6 separate regions of the Mus musculus genome follow, and regions 2, 3, 4, 5 and 6 are each linked to region 1. The links are chromatin contacts, called in public HiChIP or PLAC-seq and promoter capture Hi-C maps. All regions are on one chromosome and are shown on one strand. The core of a region is the stretch at or near the end of the contact, and the rest is flanking DNA. Distances in the headings are between cores, read along the strand shown.

What was found. Promoter capture Hi-C pulls out the DNA fragments that hold promoters and counts their contacts. HiChIP or PLAC-seq counts read pairs in DNA pulled down with a chosen protein or histone mark. Capture Hi-C pulls out chosen DNA fragments and counts their contacts.
Region 2: a contact with region 1 is called in a promoter capture Hi-C map of liver, with 2.4 times the contacts expected there. The contact joins the promoter of Mtg1 here to the promoter of Glrx3 in region 1. A contact is called at or near these places in 1 of 39 promoter capture datasets (pre-B cells) and 1 of 9 other capture datasets (liver).
Region 3: a contact with region 1 is called in a promoter capture Hi-C map of pre-B cells, with 5 times the contacts expected there. The contact joins the promoter of Echs1 here to the promoter of Glrx3 in region 1. A contact is called at or near these places in 1 of 39 promoter capture datasets (pre-B cells) and 1 of 9 other capture datasets (liver).
Region 4: a contact with region 1 is called in a promoter capture Hi-C map of adipose tissue, with 3 times the contacts expected there. The contact joins the promoter of Tubgcp2 here to the promoter of Glrx3 in region 1. A contact is called at or near these places in 2 of 9 other capture datasets (adipose tissue and liver).
Region 5: a contact with region 1 is called in a promoter capture Hi-C map of pre-B cells, with 4 times the contacts expected there. The contact joins the promoter of Utf1 here to the promoter of Glrx3 in region 1.
Region 6: an H3K4me3 HiChIP or PLAC-seq map of embryonic stem cells shows a contact between it and region 1, with 5 read pairs. The contact joins the promoter of Nkx6-2 here to the promoter of Glrx3 in region 1. A contact is called at or near these places in 1 of 39 promoter capture datasets (pre-B cells) and 1 of 115 datasets of contacts at active chromatin or transcription factors (embryonic stem cells).

The regions. Positions count from the first base shown.
Region 1 is chr7:137,435,757-137,439,090 of GRCm38.p6, reverse strand. Glrx3 (glutaredoxin 3) reads right to left here and starts at 1,518. Exons shown (of 11, transcript NM_023140.5): 1 at 1,320-1,518. The coding sequence starts at 1,417.
Region 2 is chr7:140,135,850-140,139,183 of GRCm38.p6, reverse strand. It overlaps Mtg1 (mitochondrial ribosome-associated GTPase 1), which reads right to left and starts at 1,620. Exons shown (of 11, transcript NM_199301.2): 1 at 1,411-1,620; 2 at 801-865. The coding sequence starts at 1,519.
Region 3 is chr7:140,114,564-140,117,897 of GRCm38.p6, reverse strand. It overlaps Echs1 (enoyl Coenzyme A hydratase, short chain, 1, mitochondrial), which reads left to right and starts at 1,477. Exons shown (of 8, transcript NM_053119.3): 1 at 1,477-1,591. The coding sequence starts at 1,504. It also overlaps a transcript of Paox not described here.
Region 4 is chr7:140,034,963-140,038,296 of GRCm38.p6, reverse strand. Tubgcp2 (tubulin, gamma complex associated protein 2) reads left to right here and starts at 1,623. Exons shown (of 18, transcript NM_001286007.1): 1 at 1,623-1,950. It overlaps Zfp511 (zinc finger protein 511), which reads right to left and starts at 1,906. Exons shown (of 6, transcript NM_027201.1): 1 at 1,691-1,906; 2 at 1,404-1,477; 3 at 876-1,077; 4 at 657-781. The coding sequence starts at 1,843.
Region 5 is chr7:139,942,054-139,945,387 of GRCm38.p6, reverse strand. It overlaps Utf1 (undifferentiated embryonic cell transcription factor 1), which reads right to left and starts at 1,532. Exons shown (of 2, transcript NM_009482.2): 1 at 959-1,532; 2 at 276-861. The coding sequence starts at 1,514. The coding sequence ends at 398.
Region 6 is chr7:139,581,052-139,584,385 of GRCm38.p6, reverse strand. Nkx6-2 (NK6 homeobox 2) reads left to right here and starts at 1,589. Exons shown (of 3, transcript NM_183248.3): 1 at 1,589-2,252; 2 at 2,333-2,505; 3 at 2,698-3,166. The coding sequence starts at 1,847. The coding sequence ends at 2,952. It overlaps Gm33031 (a long non-coding RNA gene), which reads right to left and starts at 1,590. Exons shown (of 7, transcript XR_003946896.1): 1 at 1-1,590.

The DNA of each region.
Region 1 (3,334 bases), core at 269-2,768:
ACACCAGTGACAAGAATACATGCAGATGGGTTTGCGGTTTGTTGCTGTTCTTGTCTTGCCCCCCACCCCCCTTGAGAGGAAAGAAATGTTTGTTTCCTGATTTTTTACAATAGGGTCTCCTTATATACCTCTGGCTAGCCTGAAACTCACTATGAAGATCAAACTGACCTTGAACTTGCAGAATAAATGGCATGCTAACTTTTACCCACTAAGGCCTGTTTAACACATGAAACATAAAGACAAACTAAGCATGTGAAACACACACACATAAAAGAATCTTCTCAGACGATTTAAGTTCAAGCTTTTCAGGACATGTCCACACAAGCCCTCATCACTTCAGGAGGCCATCTCTGACGTCCTCCGAAACGCCTGGTAAACGACCTGGCTGGATCCATCAGAAGTCAGCTTCTACTTAATGTTACTCTCATTCTCCCTTTTTCTTTTCTTTGGGGGGAAAAAAATTTAAAATCAAGTAAACCTGAAATGCGAAAGGGTTGGAAAGGACTGGTTTTGTTGTTGATGAAGATGAGTTGTTGTTTTCGGTGCTAGAAGTTGAACTCAGGGTTTCTTGTGTATTAAGCACTAGCTACACTGCCAGCCTCTGAATGAGCTATTGTAATTCTCCTCCATACTGTATGGAGTAGCAGATGTCAGCCAGTCAATCTGCCACCTGCCCACTCTGCTCAGTGAGGATACCAAGGCCCCCACATTAGTGGAGAGAGCTTCCGGTACGCCAACCACAAAACAGAGCTTTAACAGAACCGGTCCATTCACCCGGGAGGAAGCCGAAGGGGAGGTTAGGAAACTTGCCCCAGGATTACAAGCACATAAGGGGCTAAGGAGAGGTTGGGGATCCCCGGCAGTGGGCCCTGAAACCCCTCCCTCACCACTCTGCATGCAGATCAAGGCAGGGCAGCATCCTAGAGCGCCGAGGTCCTGGTTTCCCACGCATCCCCAGGGCTGGCCTCAGGAAGGCTTGGCCAAAGGCGAGGCGCGCGCACCCGGCCGCCGCAGACCCTCCCTTAGCCGGCTGGTGGTTCAGGAAAGCCCGGGACCCTAGCTGGGCCTGCAGGCTGGTCGCCAGCCAAGGCTTCCTTCAGGAGGCGCCACATGCGGGTCTCCGGAGGGCAGGTCCATTGTGCACGCGGGCCGCCGCGGGCCGCTTCCCTAGGAGGGGCTACCGCCGCGGCCCAAGTAGGGCCGCCGTTGGACCACGAGCTCAGCTCCGGACGTGCCGCGTTGGGAAGCCGCCCCCAAGTCCCGTGACCCCCCGGCCCGCCGCCCTCTGGTCCCCGGGCCCTCTCGCCGCCCCCGCGTACTTGGTTTTGAGGCGCAGTAGCTCTTCAAACTGCTGGGCAGAGCCGACTTCCACCACTGCCACGGCTGCCTCGCCTGCCTCGGCCGCCCCCGCCGCCATGCTGTCTCCGCCAGACACCAGCAGTCGAGCGCCGGAGGCTCGATAGGGCCGGACGGACACGCGAGGAGGCTGCGCACGGGGAAGCCACGCCCGCTGAGATCGGGGGCCCACCCCTGACACACTATGCCACGCCCTCCGGCACTGAAGGTCACGCCCTCGGACTGGGAGAACTGGGAGGCTCTGGGTTGGGCTAGCGGAGCCTCCTTGCTTTGTATTGGTGTGCTAACTAGCTAGATGCCTTGGCCCCTGGCTGTTGTAGCTCTGGAGCTCAGAAACCTGTAATAGGAAGGGATGTAAGTATGTGTGTATTGTAAATTAGAGTGAAGTCAGAATAGAACATTGGCAAGCTGAAATCTCACATGAAGCTGCATAAAGATGAACTAGGAAGTCTTAAGACTAAAAAAACAATAGTGTCTGAGCACAACCCTGATAGTCCTTGTACCTCAGTCCTGGAGGAAACTCGAACTCTTCTAGAGGTGCCCTCAGAACCCCATAATCAACCTTCAGTACAACTCTGTGACACCTGTTAGCCGTTGCAGCCTTGACACAAGACCTAAATGGCTCGCCCCATTGCCTCTAAGAACCGTTAGGCTCCTTTTTAGAGTTCCTGCACCTTCCCACCCAGGCCCAGCCTCCATGACCCTCTTACTAGAAGCTTCCCTGTACGGGCAGTGACTCGCCAGTGGTATCTTCTCCACACTCTTTCCCATGCTAAGGCAGGAAGTTCCTTAAGTTTGAGTCCAGCCTGGGCTCTACAGTGAGTTCCAGGCCAGCCTGAGTAACAGTAACAGATTACAGATTGAAATATTTTCGATCGATTGGGAATTAAATATGTCCTTTTACCTCTGCTCACTGAGCCATTTTAAAGAACACAGGAGAGTTGCTTGCGGTGGCCACTCCTGTATCCTATTGGCAGCCCTGCTCCTATGATTACAAAAGCCCTGGAAGCTGTGTCACACACATCTTGAGAAACACCCCTACTAAAAATGTGGATCACAGTGCTCCAAATGCAACAGGACAAATTGTTCTGCTTCTTGGCTGGGGGGGGGGGGGGCAGAACCCCAAACTTAGGACTGTAAGAAAATAAACATACGCCAATACCAATAAAGCCATAGAAACCTCAGAAAGACATCAGGGTCACACGCGGACATTAACATCCTGATTATAGTATTGTATTACAGGTTTGCAAGGTGCGATGGGTTGTATATGCTCAGCCCAGGGAGTGGCACTATTAGAAGGTGTGGCCCTATTGGAGTAGGTGTGTCACTGTGGGTGTGTGCTTTAAGGCCCTCATCCTAGCTCCCTGGAAGCCAGTCTCCTCCTGGCTGCCTTTGGAACAAGTGGTGGAACTCTCAGCTCCTCCAGCCCCACATCTGCCTGGATGCTGCTATGCTCCCACCTTGGTGATAATGGACTGAACCTCTGAACCTGTAAGCCAGCCCCAATTAAATGTTGTCCTTTATAAGAATTGACTTGGTCGGGGCTGGAGAGATGGCTCGGCGGTTAAGAGCACTGACCGCTCTTCCAAAGGTCCTGAGTTCAAATCCTAGCAACCACATGGTGGCTCACAACCATCCTTAATGAGATCTGATGCCCTCTTCTGGTGTGTCTGAAGACAGCTACAGTGTACTTACATATAATAAATAAATAAATAAATCTTTAAAAAAAAAAAGAATTGACTTGGTCATGGTGTCTGTTCACAGCAGTAAAACCCTAACTAAGACACAAGGTTTTATCATTGGGAGACAGTACACACATTATCTCTGTCTCGACACACACATCCTTTATATTTTGAAACAAGTTTTCATGTAGGCCGTGACGGCCTAGAGTTGATTATGAAGCCAAGACTGGCCTTGAACTCACGACCTGCTTGCTTCTACCTCCAAAATGTTGGACTTATATGTATGTACCACCTAG
Region 2 (3,334 bases), core at 371-2,870, 2.7 Mb before region 1:
TCTCCATGACTATTTCCAGAGACTACCACCAGTGGCAGCAGGTCCCCACGCCCACCACCAGCTGCTGTTCCAGGGGCCTGGTGGTCTGGCATCCCCACGCTCTTCTAAGGCTAAGTAAGCAGGATGAAAAACTCACATGCCAACAGAAACCAAACACAGCTTAAATGCAACAAACAGTCTGAGAAGCACCTGCCAGTAGACATGATTGTAACTTGCCAATTCTTCAATTAAGGACAAGAGGAAAGGACAGGTTAGTAGGATCATTTCATCTCCGGTTTCATAATTTACCCCTAAAAATATCAAAGTAAACAAGAGGCTGAGACAAATAAGATATCAGATGGGCCGGGCGTAGTGGCACACGCCTTTAATCCCAGCACTTGGGAGGCAGAGGCAGGCGGATTTCTGAGTTCAAGGTCAGCCTGGTCTACAGAGTGAGTTCCAGGACAGCCAGGGCTATAAAGAGAAACCCTGTCTGGGGGGGGGGGGGGGGGAGAGATATCAGATGGGAGCCTAAAAATAAAAACACCAGCCTAGACCCCACGAGGGAGATTCTGATCTAAAAGGGCCCTAGCTATTGATGTAAAAGCCTCCCGGGAACTCTAATGTGTAATGAGAATTGGAAAACACTGCTTTATGTCCCAGTAATTACAAAAGAAGCTGTCGCAGCTGTAGACATAATGATGGACCAGAGGCAGAGCAGACTAAACTGTCTGAAGGAGATGGAGAGGAACCAGGAAAGCATCCTGCTGCTGCCTTTACAGTCGAGCAGAGGTGCTCCCCTCTACAGCGTAAAAGGATATCCTGGCGTCATGAACCTCGATAACACAATCCACCGACTTCAGACTGCTCTGCATCTTCTTTAGTCCTAGAAAATAGAGGGGCACTAAGGAAACAGCCAAAGGGGGCAAGTTTAAGTTCTCCTAGGGGAATACATCTGAGAACCATCAGTGCACACAGGGTTAAAGGAGGCAGCATTCTGAGCCACGTTCCACGGTGCCCCGATGGTTCTGGAAGGTACATTTCACACAAGATGGTCTTAATCAGGAAGTTCCTGATACTGTGCGGACTTAATACCCTCACTGCACAGAAACACTGAGGCTCCGCACCGCAACTGCCACCTGTCCACTCACACTCCCGGCGCCTTTTCTGCCACACACTATAATCTCGCATGGCTGCGGCAGCCAAGACCACAGCAAACAGCAGCCTAGGACCGCACTACGTCTACAGCTGCCTGGGGCCAAGTTGTGACCTATAAACTCAGACATCAGCTTGCATGTGACTTAAAGGGACCACTCAGTGCGTCTCAAAAGTATCAAGCACAAAACAGCTCTCCAACCCGATGCCAGGAAGGCGAACCAAGGAACCGCCAGGACCGGCGCCCGTGCCGCCTGCAGCCCATGCTGGCCTCACCCTTGGCCATGTGGCCGGGGAACCAGCGTGCTACATCGTGACCTTGCAGAGGGAAGCACTCGCGCCAAGCGCCCCGGACGGCACCCCATGCCTGCGGCCACAGCCTCATGTCACTGGTGTCGGAAGAGTTCGCAGTCGGACCGCCTCCGCCAGGGCCTGGATCTGCTCACAGGGTTCCGGCGCGCCTGGGTTCCGTGCGCGACTGCGCATGCGCCTGACTCGAGCACTCTGGGATAAGCAGGGGCACGGGGTTGGCCCGGTAGTGCTCCATTCTCAGGATTCCTGAGCTTATGTGAGGTTCTTTTCAGGGATTTGAAGATAGTCTCCTTTTTTTTCTTTTGGAAAGACGATATATATATATAAAATATTATATTTGCTCTTATGTTGTGGTTGCGCACACTTTTTATCCCCAGCACCAGAGGCAGAGGCCAGTAAGTGGCTCTCAGTGTGCTTGAGACCAGCCTGGTGGATTCCAGAGCCAGTGCTACATGGTAAGACAGAGAAAAACAACAACAAAAAGACTCAATTTCATTTATTTATATTTTTTCTCATTTTTAATAGGTATTTTCCTCATTTACATTTCCAATGCTATCCCAAAAGTTCCCCATACCCACCTTCCCACTCCCCTTTTTTTGCCCTGGCGTTCCCCTGTACTGGGGCATATAAAGTTTGCAAGTCTAATGGGCCTCTCTTTCCAGTGATGGCCTACTGGGCCATCTTTTGATACATATGCAGCTAGAGACAAGAGCTCCGGGGTACTAGTTAGTTCATATTGTTGTTCCACCTATAGGGTTGCAGTTCCCTTTAGTTCCTTGGGTGCTTTCTCTAGCTCCTCCATTGGGGGCCCTTTATATTTTTATTTGAAGTGTCTGTGTATGCCATGTGTTAGCGGATACGCCCAGAAGCCAGTGGATCCTCTGGACCTGGAATTACAGGGGCTTTTGAGTTGTTTGACTGGGTGCTGAGAATTGAACTTCAGTCCTGTGCAATAGCAGCAATCATTCTTAACCTCCAAGCCATCTCTCCAGTCCCAATCTGGAGATTTTTCACTATATTCCAAATCTTTCAGGTTTGAGGATATATAGCATGGAGGATAACAAGCTGGCCTGGCCTAGCATGCCCAAGATTCTAGGGTTTCATAGGGAAGCCAGAAGAAATTGGGCTGCTGGCAATGAAGATGTGGCTTCTCCATGGTGGGAAATTGGCCTAGAAATTTAAACTTAAAATCTAGGCACATTTTTCTTCCTTTTGAGACAATATCTCACTTTGTAGCCTACGCTACCAAAACTCAGGCAGGTGTGACAGCACACACCAGTAATCCTAGCATATGAGAGATTTGAGGCAAGAGGGTCAGGAACTCAGGGTCAGCCTGAGCTTCATGAGGCAGTCTAAAAAAAGTCGTCTTTCTCCCTCGTATACTCATATAAATCAATGTAAGGAAATTGAGTTGTCCCCTATCAGTTCCCGGGCCTGCCTTAGAACTTTCAAGTGTTACACACACACACACACACACACACACACACACACACCTGTAATGCCTCCATTTTCAAGTGTGACATTTTAATGTAACTGTTATAAATACCGACTACATTCCCATTAATACAATGAGAGTGAAGTGGGCTTCATAGTTGTAAGACTAAATGCAAATCCAGCTGCTCCTGGTAGAACAGGCCTGTGATACCAGCTAAGGATGATAGAGGCCAGGGGAAGCCAGGCATTAGAAACTACCCTAAGAGAGACACTATCTCAAATAAAAGGGGTTGACATGTAACTCAATGTTATAATGGTTGCCTTGAATGCAGGAAGCCTTGGGTTTGATACCCAGTACTACTATCACCCCCAGGCCTCCAGACAGGCACATACTATAAGCCCAGCCCTTGTGAGACTGAGGCAGAATAGAAATTTCAAAGCCAGCCTGGGTCAG
Region 3 (3,334 bases), core at 228-2,727, 2.7 Mb before region 1:
GTTTATTCCTTTGTCCCTAAACTCAAGAGAATATTAGGCACCTAACCTCAACACCAGTCCTGGGTTGTTAAATAAATTGTGTTTGAGACATTTCATTTTGGAACTACTGTCATGGTTGCTTAGCCTATGCTAACACAGAGACCTGGAGCAAAGGTTTGGTGGTGGTCTGTTTCTGTTTATATTCTATCTTAGTCTTGAAATAAAGTTTGCTGACTGTTCTATTCTGGTTTGGATTGTTTTCTTTAAAGTATTGAGAATCCAAACCTACTCCATCTTGGGACCAGCCTCTATCTAAAAGAAAAAAAAAAAAAAAGCCTGAGAACTTGACCTACAGAAGAACCCAGGTTGTACCCACGTACCAGGAAAGACCCCATGGCTTGTCCTTGGCCAGCGTTACTCTGTAGCTACTTCCTAACAACAGTAAAACAAAGACTAGCCTGATTGTTTCAGATGCACTTTCAGACCCTTTGTGACTGAATACAGTCGGCTTACAATAGACCTTCAGTTAGATACTTTCCAAGATGGACACCCCCTCTCTTACCTTCCATTTCTTGTAAAGCCCTGTCCAGATGAGAGTTCAAGGCTTCTCTGCCTTCCCTTCCTGTCCTGCTGTGTCAGGGTTGAGTTGGAGGAGAGGGCCCAAGCCTGAGCCTGTAATAGAGACCCTAATACTATTACATCGAAAAGGCTCCTTGGTGGACTTTTGGGGTTCACAAACTTCCCGGCATAACAGTATCAAGCTTGCTTTTGTCTGGAGATTCTGTCCTTTATCTCTATCCTAGGGTTTGCAGGACCAGGGCAAGAATACAAATGAAGGCCTGATAATACTTGCTAAATATTTTTAAGTTATAATTCAAGATAATTTACGTGAACAAAACATTGGCTTTCTTTTAAATTTATGTGAAATCTTCTCATCTTGTAAAATCACAGCTATTTCTAACCTGGTGTTATGAAGCTAGTCAGTTGTCATGTAAAGAATACCTCTGGAGCAGGGTATAATGGCTCATGCCTTTAATCCAAGCATTTGGAAGGCAGAGGCAAATGGATCTCTGTGAGATTGAGAAACAGCCTGGCCCATAAGGAGGGTTCCAGCCAACCAGGGCTATGAAGTAAGACCCTCACACAAAGCTAAACAAAACCGTCTTGCACTTTACCGCTTTATGCTTTATTACTGTATCTGTGATCGCGTCTTCCCGTAGTTTTTCCCCTGGTCAAGAACGAAAGCATACGGCCATCACAGGGGAAAGGGCACAGCCATGTCTCCCAGTCTGGCTTCGTAAACCGGGCACCCGCCAAGGGCACACCACCAAAGTGATGCAATTAACAGACTACTCCAAGAACCGCAGCCCAGCACCCCACGCTGCCCCACCCCGCCCTCTGTACCAGCCCGCTCAGGTCACGGGTCCACCCCTTAAGCTTCCGTCTTCATCCCGCCTGGGATCTGGGGCGGAGCGATTCTGCAGGCGGGGCGATTCTGTGGGCGGAACACATCGTCTCTCCGCCATGGCGGCCCTGCGTGCTCTGCTGCCCAGAGCCTGTAGCTCACTGTTGTCCTCAGTCCGCTGCCCAGAACTACGGCGCTTCGCCTCGGGTGAGTGCGGACACCGGCGGGGTGCGTCACCCCACCCACGTTGGGTGGTTTCTCCACCCATAACCTCTGGGTGGTCCCTAAACCCCGGCCTGCACGCATCCTCACTTGATCCTGGCCCTTCTCTCCTAACTCTAGATCTTTTGTCTGACCCCCTACTTCCACAAGCATGCACTCCCAACACTTGACTCTGAAGTACCTGGACCCTGGATTCGAGTACGCATCCCCACACTAAACCCAGATTTCCTGCAAGTGACCACTGACTCTAGCTTGGTGATCTTCCTTCTGAGCCTCCAACTCCAGCGCTCGACTGACCCCTTCCCAATTCCTTACCCCGTTCCCCGCTCCTCAGTCTGACCTTAGTCTCACCTTACAAGCCCAGCCAGATCCTAGCACCTCGAAGCCATGTCTAGTGGGAGGGCTCTGGGTGTAATAGCTTCTCAACGCTCGAACTTTTATGAGTGTCAGCTGGGAACATGCATGTTGGTTGTGAAATCCCATGTGTTTAGGTAGCTTTAAGAGAATGTGAAAGTAGGTTAAGTAAGACAGCCTGGGTATTGGGAAAGGTTTGTCCATAGTGCCTCCTGTCTAGTCTCTGCTGTTTCCACAGTCTCTCCTGATCGTGTCCTTCAAGCCACCCAATCAGCGTAGCCCATACCGACACACCCACTTTCCTTCCTAGCCAGCTGAATAGTTCCTCCCTTCCCACTCCTTGGCTCAACTCCTCTACAGACTTCTAGTACTCCACTGTGAATTTTTTTTTAATATTTTTTATTTAGTATTTTCCTCATTTACATTTCCAATGCTATCCCAAAAGTTCCCCATACCCTCCCCACCACTCCCCTACCCACCCACTCCCACTTTTTGGCCCTGGCGTTCCCCTGTACTGGGGCATATAAAGTTTGCAAGTCCAATGGGCCTCTTTCTGTTGATGGCCGACTAGGCCATCTTTTGATACATATGCGGCTAGAGTCAAGAGCTCCGGGGTACTGGTTAGCTCATAATGTTGTTCTACCTATAGGGTTGCACCTTTAGCTCCTTGGGTATTTTCTCTAGCTCCTCCATTGGGGGCCCTGTGATCCATCCAATAGCTGACTGTGAGCATCCACTTCTGTGTTCGCTAGGCCCCGGCATAGTCTCACAAGAGACAGCCATATCTGGGTCCTTTCAGCAAAATCATGCTAGTGTATGCAATGGGGTCAGCGTTTGGAAGCTGATTATGGGATGGATCCCCGGATATAGCAGTCTCTAGATGGTCCATCCTTTTGTCTCAGCTCCAAACTTTGTCTCTGTAACTCCTTCCATGGGTGTTTTGTTCCCAATTCTAAGAAGGGGCAAAGTGTCCACACTTTGGTCTTCGTTCTTCTTGAGTTTCATGCGTTTAGCAAATTGTATCTTATATCTTGGGTATCCTAAGTTTCTGGGTCCACTGTGAATTCTTAACCACGTTCTGGGGCAAGGGTTCCTCCTGAATCCCAACCTGGATTGGCTGTCATGTCCTGCTTCCCGGAATGGTAGACAGCCTACTGTTCAGTAACGTACCTCACACTTAAGTTACAACGGAACAAATCACCCAGAACACAGACCTTCACTCTCAGGTTTACCTCCCTCACCTTAAGTCTGTGGGCTGCACTCCCCAAGTCTGAGCTGGTTGGCCCTCCAGATCTCCTAGAACAAATGGTGCATTGGATCAGTCTCTGTCCCACCAGGCATACTGCTCCAGCAGGCCCGGGCTCTGGCTGGCTC
Region 4 (3,334 bases), core at 374-2,873, 2.6 Mb before region 1:
GAGCCATCTACCTGGATGAGACGAGGTCTCTCACTGGGACTCAGAGCTCACAGATGAGGCTAAGCTGGCTGGCCTAACTCCAGAACTCTCTGTCTTCACTTTCATGGTGCTAGCATTGTATGGTGCACGCCATACTTGGATTTTTAAGGTAGGTGCTAGGGATTGAACCGCAAACTTATGCACTTCACAGAATGAGCTGTCACCTCATCAATGCACTACCAAAGGATCATGGGAGTTCATGGAAAGGAGTCACTTTTTAAAGGAAGCAAAGAAGCATTATTCTAAAAGTTATTCCAGGAATTATTCTCCTTAGGGCAGTCTAAACAGTCATGCTAACAGACAGCTTTGTTGGCAAGTTTATAAAAGTAAGCAGAGAGAGAGAGAGAGAGAGAGAGAGAGAGAGAGAGAAACCCTAGGGGGTTCCATGGGAGAAGTGTGAAGAGCACACAGGGGATTCCATGGGAAAAGCACACACACTTGGGACAGTCCCCAGTGCCCTGCTGGTAGCATCAGAGGGCCATGGAAGACACCACACCAGCACAAGCACTTGCTAGCACCTCACCCTCTGCTCTGTTAGTGTCCTCACTAAGATTTGATTACAGTGTCTGTTCCCAGGCTTAAGACTGGGGACAGTCACAACTGGGTCCCTCACGTACCCTCTGTTCGTCTTGGGCTTATCAAATCGGAAATCCGCAGGGTACAGGTGTAGCCTCACCATGTGATCCTTCCGGTCTTGGCTGGTCTTGAACTTCTCTGGGCAGCTTTCAACCAAGCACTGGTACTACAAAGAATAAAGTGTCACCTCTACTCTCACCCTGCCCTAAGCCCTAATCCCAGTCACCACTGCAGATGCACCCAGTGCAGTCAGCACCCACCATGTCTTGCCTCTGGGCCAGGATCTGAAACAGAGAGTCGTGCCATTCCAGGATGTGGACATCCAGCAAATGCCCAGAGGGGAAGGCACGGTTGCAGAAGGAGCAGGTGTTTCCATGCATCATGTGGTAGTGGTGCTGGTAGTCTTCTATGGCGGCAAACACTTGGCAACAGCCAGCCACCTGACAGGTGAACTCAGGCACCCTGGGAAAGGAGGTGTGTCTCTTGGAAGAATGTTTCCCCCTTCCCCCAACTATCCCAAGGCAGGAATTCCGGCGGAACTTCTTACCCATATTCCAGCTGAGCCTGAAACAAGAAGAGCGCTTCTTGTGCCACCCCAAACCTTACTAACAGACTAGGGGAGGGAAGTCCAGCCAAGCCATGCTCCTGTTAGGGCAGGGTGGTGCTAAGTGGATGCTACTCGGGTGTCAACTGGGAGGGGTCGGAGTCCCAGGGTGTAAGCGGACGAGAGAGGAGGAATCAGGATAGCGCTAGCAAGCCGAGTAAGGCCTCGAAGCCAAGGTGCTCACATGGATTTTTCCGGCGTCTCGGACACTTGCGTGAGCATGTCCTGCAAGTACAGGTGCCGCTGCACATCCCCATCCTACAGAAGACACGCGTCAAGAGCTGTGGGTGGACTCCGGCATCGAAGCCACGCCCTACAGCTCGGAGCCACGCCCCAACCCATAGAGCTGTGTCCAGCCCCTTGATCCGGTCCACAGGTCCGGTCCCCACAAGCCCCGCCCACAGCGACAGTCTTGCTTCTAGGCCCCTCCCTGTGGGGCTCAGGACATCTTCCGCCCGGGTTGTCACGCACCTCGAAGAATTCGTGATCCCGCGGGAAGCGCACGGCACGCGGCGCGAATCGGAAGGGTGCCTCCCCAGCCGCAGGGTTCCTCTCCACGGGCAGCGGTTCGGCTGCCCCCGGCTCCCCGGCCAGGCGGGAATATAGTGCAGGGGGAAGCAACATCACCACGGCCGCCGCGGCCCTTCGGCCACCGTCGGAGGGGTGGTGACGGACGTGACGTCTACTAACTTCCTGTGGCGACCCTGCGGGGCGGGACGCGACGCGCGGAGGTGAGTCAGGGCTGGGTCTGTGTTGTGGCGGGAACTGGTCGGAGAAGGGCGGGGCTGGAGCCGGGCGCGGGATCGGGTACCGGAGCCAGGCTGGCCTGCAGCGGGGAAGAGCCTGATTCTCTTGGGCCTCTGCCGCCGGCGGTTCCGTCCGCCAGCCCGGGCTTGTCTCGCTCCACGGTGCGACTGCCTCTCTGGCTCTTTCAGTCCTCTCCAGGAGTCCAATTGGAGGCAGTGGCCTTGGGAAGTTCGTGGTTAGTGTGACTCCTCTCTTGACAGCCCCGCGGTGACTGCGGTGCTGGCCTGCGGGTTTTCTGCATCTGCTGCTGGTGCTCGGGGTTCAGGGGTGAAGGGATCAGGGCCTGCTGCAGTAGAGACAGGTGTGGAAAGAAACCCTAACCTAAACAAAAAGACGATCGAAACGTGCGGCTGACACTTTGAGGGGCTTTAACTTTGCTCCTCTACCAAAGTAGGTCACCCTCCCCCAGTATGAATATAAGTGTCAAGAAAGAAGGGACGCTACTGTTTAATAGATACAAATGAAAGCCTTTTGGGATTATTCTCCCTCTCTCTCAGCCCAGGCCTTGCTCGGTCTGTTTCTCTTTCTCTCTGTTCTGGATTCTTCCAAATGTCTCTGGATGTTTTCTCTCTTATTTATAGTAAAACCTTCCCCCTAAGGAGAGGGACCTGGGGAGCAGGGAGAGGCACGGGCGGGGGGGCGAAGAAGAGAAGGAGGGAGGGATGAAGGAAGGAAAGCCTTTCTGTAATTAAGCCCTGGAAATGAGCGTTTCTATGTCTTTAGACAGCTGCTTATGACCAGGCGTGATATCATCTCTCTCACTTTTGTCTCTGTAAAAGTATTTGGATTCTTGACATTTTGCAAATGATAAAATGTTTTTGACAGGCCATGTCTTGGTTAGGTGTTTTGTTTTGTTTTTTGTTTTTTGTTTTCGAGACAGGGTTTCTTTGTGTATCCTGGCTGTCCTGGACAACTCACTTTGTTAGACCAGGCTGACCTCAAACTCAGAAATCCACCTGCCTCTGCCTCCCAAGTGCTGGGATTAAAGGCATGCGCCACCACTGCCCGGCTTGGTTAGGTGTTTTGTTTGGGGGCTTTTGTTTGTTTTTTACTGTGTAGTCCTGGCTTGTTCTGAGACCAGACTGGTCTTGAACTAGGAGATCTGTGACTGTCTGTGCTTCCTAAGTGCTGGGGATTAAAGGTGAATGTCTCACACACACACACACTCACACACACCCAGGCCAGCCTGCTTTCTTGCTCAGGGGGTGGCACCCCCACACACAGTGATCCAGGCCTTCCCCCATTAGTCATCAATCAAAGAGATGCCCCATAGGTATTGATTACAGGCTAAATCTGATAGAAACAGTT
Region 5 (3,334 bases), core at 283-2,782, 2.5 Mb before region 1:
TCAATAGCATAATGCCTTGAGAGAGGCCCTTCTACTTCTTAGCCTACCCGCCATCCACGTACCTTATCCAGCCAGCCCCTGGGTTTCAATCACTGCTGACCAGTGGAGGGGTTCCGCACATCAGGTGCCCCAAACATCAGGTAACAACTGTGTACCACTCCGCCAAATCTTCACCGAAAAGATGCACAACTGTGGGGCGAGGGGCTGTGTCTTTTAGCCTCTACCCTTAGGGTTCCATTCTTACCGCGACCTGGAGTCCGAATTCATTCACAGGATTAAGTAGAAAACACAATCTTTATTTTGGTAAGAACCTAGGTTTGAGATGGGGATGGGGACAGTAACAGGGGTCGGGGTAGACTGGGAGTCGTTTCTGGAGAAGAGGACTGATAACAAAGCTTTATTGGCGCAAGTCCCCAAGGATGCCCCGCTCGGAGGCTGCACTGCCCAGAATGAACCCCACCGCCAGAGAAACGGTTTGGTCGAAGGAACCTCGTAGATGCTCCACGTGCTGGTTCAGGGTCGACAGCTGGTCGCGCAGAGGGCCCAGAACTGTTGAGATGTCGCCCAAGTGCGTCAAGGTCTGCAGCAACGCGGTATTCAACGACTGGGGAGCAACCTGCGGGGAAGAAGCACGGCCCTGGGAAAGGCCAGGAGGCTCATTCGGGGTCTCCACGTCGTGGTCGGGGGTTGGCGTCGGGGAGGATTCGAAGGTATGGCCCGGCTCAGGAGGCAGAGTGTCGGTGCTCGTAAGAGGAGGAGAGCTGGTAATGCGGTGGGCACCTGCAGACTTCGTCGTGGAAGAACTGAATCTGAGCGCAGGGGCAGGTTCGTCATTTTCCGCAGCCAGCGGCAGCTCGGCCTCTACGAGAGAAACGCGCGGAACGTACGGAATCCCAACTCAGGGCTCCGCCCCTCCCCAGGAGACCCAGACCCTTCTTGCCCACATGGCTGCTCCTACCTTGCTCCACCGGTGCAGGTGCGGGTGCTAACGCGGAGAGGGACGAGCGGCCGCGGCGCTGGGGACGTCCAGGGCCAGTAGAGCGGCGGCGAACCCTCGGCGGCCCATCGTCCCCCAATAGCCCCATGAGTTGGCGGATCTGGTTATCGAAGGGTCCGGACGGCTGGCCCTGGGAGTCTCGGAGTTTGTCCTTGAGGAACTTGTAGCGACGGCGGCACTGAGCGGGCGTGCGCCGAACTTGCTGACGGGCCAGTGCGGCGGACACGCGGCGGTAAGTAGGCAGAGTCTGCCTGCGGTCCAGCAGTAGTGAGCGCCACATGGCCGGCTGCAGCAGCGTGCCCAGAAGTAGCTCCGTCTCTCGGGCACTCCAGGGCGTGCGCTGCGCCGAGTCCGGGGACACGGGAGCCTTGGGCGAGCCGGGTTCAGCCATCCCGCCCGAAGTAGCGAAGGCATCAGACGTAGTCACCGGGACATCCCCGGCCGACCGCAGCTCAGCGTCGGGGCTAGCTGGCGACGGCGGAGAAAAAGCGGGCAACCTCCGGGGACGAAGCAGCATCCCTGAGCCAGGTAGAGGTGCGTGCACTCCAAGGCGTGGCCTCACCAGAGAGGAGGGCTCCTCCAGAGCCGCCCACACACGCTCTAAGGACCCCGCACCGCCCTCTGCGTCTGAACCTGGTCGTTGCGACCCTCCCATCGTCTAGCCGCCCCGCCCCCTCGCCTACCTAGTTCCTCTTGGCCTGTGCCTTGCTTATTCTAGCCCATCCCCTTTCTAGTCCTTTCCTTAGGGACCCAGGACCTGAGAACGGAGTTTTTTTGCCCTGCTACACAAAACAGAACGTGTAAAAATTTTTTTACTAAAAAAAAAAACCCAAAAAACCATTTAGGGCTAGAGAGATGGCTCAGTGGTTAAGAGCACTGACTGCTCTTCCAGAGGTCCTAAGTTCAATTCCCAGCAACCACCTGGTGTTTCACAACCATCTGTAATAGGATCTGATGCCCTCTTCTGGTGTGTCAAAAGACAGCGATGTACTCATATTAAGTACATACATACATACATACATACATCTTTTTAAAATAAGGCTTATTTGTTATTATACCTAAGTACACTGTAGCTGACTTCAAACACACCAGAAGAGGGCGTCAAATCTCATTACGGGTGGTTGTGAGCCACCATGTGGTTGCTGGGATTTGAACTCAGGACCTTCGGTGAGAGCACTCTCTTACCTGCTGAGCCATCTTTCCAGGCCCAAATAAATCATTTTTAAAAAGCATTTAATCAAGGTACAATGTAATAAGATCGAGTGAAGAGGGCAGATGGGAGGAGTCAGCTCGTTTGTTTTTGTTTTTATATTTGTGCTTCGCCCATTAGTTACTACTCATAAACAGCCTGTGAAAAGCTCCAGAAACACAAAACTCTGGCACCTTGTATGGCTAGTGCACCAGAATGTGTTGTTTATCTATGCAAATTGTAGACCCATCCTCTCCATTCTGCTCTGGCTGGGGGCTTTGGAAGATGGATGGATACATGTTGTATCTAGTTGACTCATCTAGCTAGGGAGGCCATTTGGGTGCTAGATTTGATAGCGATCAGCGGCTGCTAAATTGGAATCTTAGTTCACACACACTACAAAAAGGAATCTTTCTATCTATTAACAAAGGGTGACAAAGTATCAACTCTTCCCCTCAAGATTAAGACTAAGAAAACGATATTCAAAGTTCGTCTGAGTGTAGAATTCTTGGCCAATGTAGTCAAGACAAGAAAAAGGAACATCCTAAAAAGATGGCAAGTAAGTCCCTAGTAGCCCTAGTTTTACAGAGATCAGTGAAGTCAAAAGGAGTACCAGTCTGCCATCTTGCTTCTGGGACTGTGGTGGTCTCCTGCTGTGGGACCGAAGACAACAATGTAGCGCAAAGATTAGCGGCTGTTTCTTTAGTGATTTGTGACTAGGGGCTTGAACAAAGACCAAGGACCACTGGCTGTGTTCCTCATGACTGGGGTAGGCCAGGTCATCTCTACTTGCCATTCCAAGCCTAGCTTCCTGGGGACAGTATTCTGAGTTACAGCCTGTTGTTTTCAAGGTGTTTATCACCTGGTTCAAGCCCCCCATGTGATGGGATCTGGTGGCTCTGGGGACAGGCAGCTGGCGATGGTGGGACCTTTTTGTCCATTCAACACACCGTGTGGTCATCTCGAGCTTACTTTCAGTCTAGTGGTCTTAGGGTAGTTAAACTCCATCTGTGCTGGAGGCTTCCCTCAGGTACAGTGCTCAGGACTAAGCTCCAGGCTCAGCACAAGGCCGGGACCTGAGATGTAAGGTTCACTGAGCCTTTTGGGCCACTGGTTGCCCCCCGCCATTTTTAACTCTTTATTATCAC
Region 6 (3,334 bases), core at 340-2,839, 2.1 Mb before region 1:
AATGGATCCTGAGAGTGTAGACTCAGACTAGGAAGCCAGTAACTGAAACCTCTAGGCGCTAGGGGCCACTGCGTACGGGAGGATGGGTGAGGATCATACGTGCAAGGTCTTTCAGGTCCTGCAGAAGTCAGCGGGACCACAGCACTTATTTCCAGTTCCCGCCATAAAGTGGCTTTCCAAGCCTTGACCTGATGGAGACGCGTGGCGTAAAGACCCCACACTAACTGTTAAAAAACGAAACTGAACTTCTAAGAGGACCAGCAGCAGTGGACGTTAGGCCCCTACGTGAAGCCTTTAGGATCACTTTTGCCCGTAAGACAGAAACCTTGGAGACCAGGGCAAAAGGGGAAAGTCGTTATTAACAAACTGCACAGGGCCTCTGCTTAAATCGCCAGGACCGGAAACAGTAGATTCTATTTCCACAGGTTGTATCACAATCAGTACTAGGTATTATGAGGTTAACAGTAAGCACTGCTCAAGAGGAGGAAAGAAATAAGCGCCAGCGTGCTACCTTCTCGGATCCTGCTGTGCGCCGCCGCACTAGGTGGCTGCAACTTCAGTTAACTGCCCAACAATTTTATGGAGTGAGAGGCCCCTGTACTAGAAAAGAAATTAAGGCCTAGTGGGCTCTACAGGCCGGGTCTATAGCCAGTGCTCTGTCCGCTAGACTGCAAACGCATACCCAGCCGAAGTCAGTGAGTAAGGTGATCCTTTCGTCCTGGTTCTTGAATTCCAAAACCGCTGCATTCTGGCCCGAGGTCCAGCTTGCCAGAAAGCAATAAGCAGGAGAATTCTGGTCCTGGGCCTCAAAGTCTGGACACGGGTAACCTCCTAGGTGAGTGCCTAATAAGCATAAAAGTTCAAGGGGGACGGCCTAGCCTCTCCCAGATACCCCAACCCAACTTCAAGGATTTCAGAACGGGAGGACAGCATAGGTTGTGTGTGTGTGTGTGTGTGTGGTAGTAAGGTCACCGGTTGCCTGGAGCCATCTAAAGTCAGTGAGTTCAGTTGGCAGAGTTTGGCAGATCTGAGGAAGCCAAATCTATCTGGTCCCTAGAGTCCACCCTTTTTCGTTCAAAATCCACCCAGAAAAGTTATACCCACAAGTTCACAACAGCCCACACCACCACGAGCTGGGAAGGAGAAGGAACCCCAGTACAGGGCTTGGGCCCTGATCCAAGATGGAGTGCCCTGACCTGTGGCGTCCAGCCGTCCCAGGCTCTTCCCTGAACTAAGCATACTGAGCTTGAGCTTTCGGAGTGGATCTTGAAATCTACATTCTTTCGGTCGATAAAATATGTTCTCGTATTTTTTCCTGATTTTCCCATTAAAACCTTTGCCTAACTAAACTCCCATCCAACGGGATTTATTTCATCTCTAGGGAGATAAATCAGGGGGCAAATTTACAGTCCCGGAGGCACCTGCCTCGCTAATGGGCCCTTCATGGAGTGCATGGCCGGCGGGGGCGCGCGCAGACGGGCCGGACGCTGGCCAATGGCCTGGTCGCCAGTGCCTTCAGCCAATCAGCGCGCGCGCCGCGCCCAGGCCCCGCGGTTATCAGTGCGTCCATCCCGCGCGGCGCCGCTCCGACCTGCCCCGGAGCCGCCACTGCCGCTCCCGCCGCCCTTAGTATCCCTGCCTTCTCTCTGACCGCCGCCCATTCAGCGCAACAGCCGTCGGTCCTCTCGCTTTCCCGTAGGGGCCGTCGGCGTTCGTTTGAAACGCGGTCCACCCGTCCCAGCGTAGCCGGCGCTCTTCGGCGCCGCGCGCAAACTTCCCGAGCCGGCGGGTGCGGGCGGTGGCAGCGGGGCCCGGATGGGCGCCCGGGTCGGAGGCGGCGGCGCCCATGGACGCTAACCGCCCGGGTGCGTTTGTGCTGAGCAGCGCGCCTTTAGCCGCGCTGCACAACATGGCTGAGATGAAGACGTCGCTGTTCCCCTACGCGCTGCAGGGCCCGGCGGGCTTCAAGACACCCGCCCTAGGCAGCCTTGGCGCGCAGTTGCCTCTAGGCACTCCGCACGGCATCAGCGACATCCTGGGACGGCCGGTGGGCGCAGCGGGTGGCGGCCTCCTAGGAAGTCTGCCCCGTCTCAACGGGCTCGCCTCGTCTGCAGGTGTCTACTTCGGGCCCGCAGCCGCCGTGGCTCGGGGCTACCCCAAGCCGCTGGCGGAACTGCCTGGGCGCCCGCCCATCTTCTGGCCTGGGGTGGTGCAGGGCTCTCCCTGGAGGGACCCGCGACTGGCCGGCTCCGGTAAGTGGCCCGCGCGGGATTCGGTAAGGAGAGGGGCTGGGCGCGGGCCTCGGACTGCGCTCACTGGCTCTTCTTCGCAGCCCAAGCCGGCGGGGTCCTGGATAAGGATGGCAAGAAGAAACACTCGCGGCCGACTTTCTCCGGCCAGCAGATCTTCGCGCTGGAGAAGACTTTCGAGCAGACCAAGTATTTGGCAGGCCCAGAGCGCGCGCGGCTTGCCTACTCTCTGGGCATGACCGAGAGCCAAGTGAAGGTGAGCTCGAAATGGGCCGGGGTCCAGCAGTATTGAGGCGGGGCCCGGAGTCCGCGTCCTGCGAACGGCCGGCGAGCGGCGGTTCGGCTGCGGCCGGACCGCGGAAAGCGCTGGCGCCAGGCGGGTCCGGAGTGCTGGTCGGGTGAGGCGAGCCTCGGTGCCCGTCTGATGATCCCTCCCCCAAACCCCCAGGTGTGGTTCCAGAATCGGCGGACCAAGTGGCGCAAGCGGCACGCGGCAGAGATGGCGTCGGCTAAAAAGAAGCAAGACTCGGATGCCGAGAAGCTGAAGGTGGGTGGCTCAGACGCGGAGGACGATGACGAATACAACCGGCCCCTGGACCCCAACTCCGATGACGAGAAGATCACGCGGCTTCTCAAAAAGCACAAACCCTCGAACTTGGCGCTCGTTAGCCCGTGTGGTGGCAGCGCGGGGGACGCCTTGTGAGGACGCGGCCAGGCCGGAGAACCCGAGAACCGGGACTCGCGGCATGCCCCGACGCCAGCCGCCCAGCCGCAGTGTGTATATATATTTTTACAGAATAAGTTATAAAGCGGACGTTGGCGCGGCCTTGGCGTGATGGCGGAGTACGGGGTTTGGGCCGATCACTTTGTATAATCAATAAATTATTTAACACGTCCTCGTCGGAGCCGTGGCTCCCAAGGCTGCACATCGTGTTTCTTCCATACGGAGCTGGCACCAGCGGGCGGGCAGGACCCTGCAGACCCACCTAGCCTGTTCTCTCTGTGGGCGCCAGAGACTGGCGCAGGGGGGCGCGACAGTGCTTGATGACGACCTGGGGCCCGTGTGCGCCTTTGGTTCAGAGGTT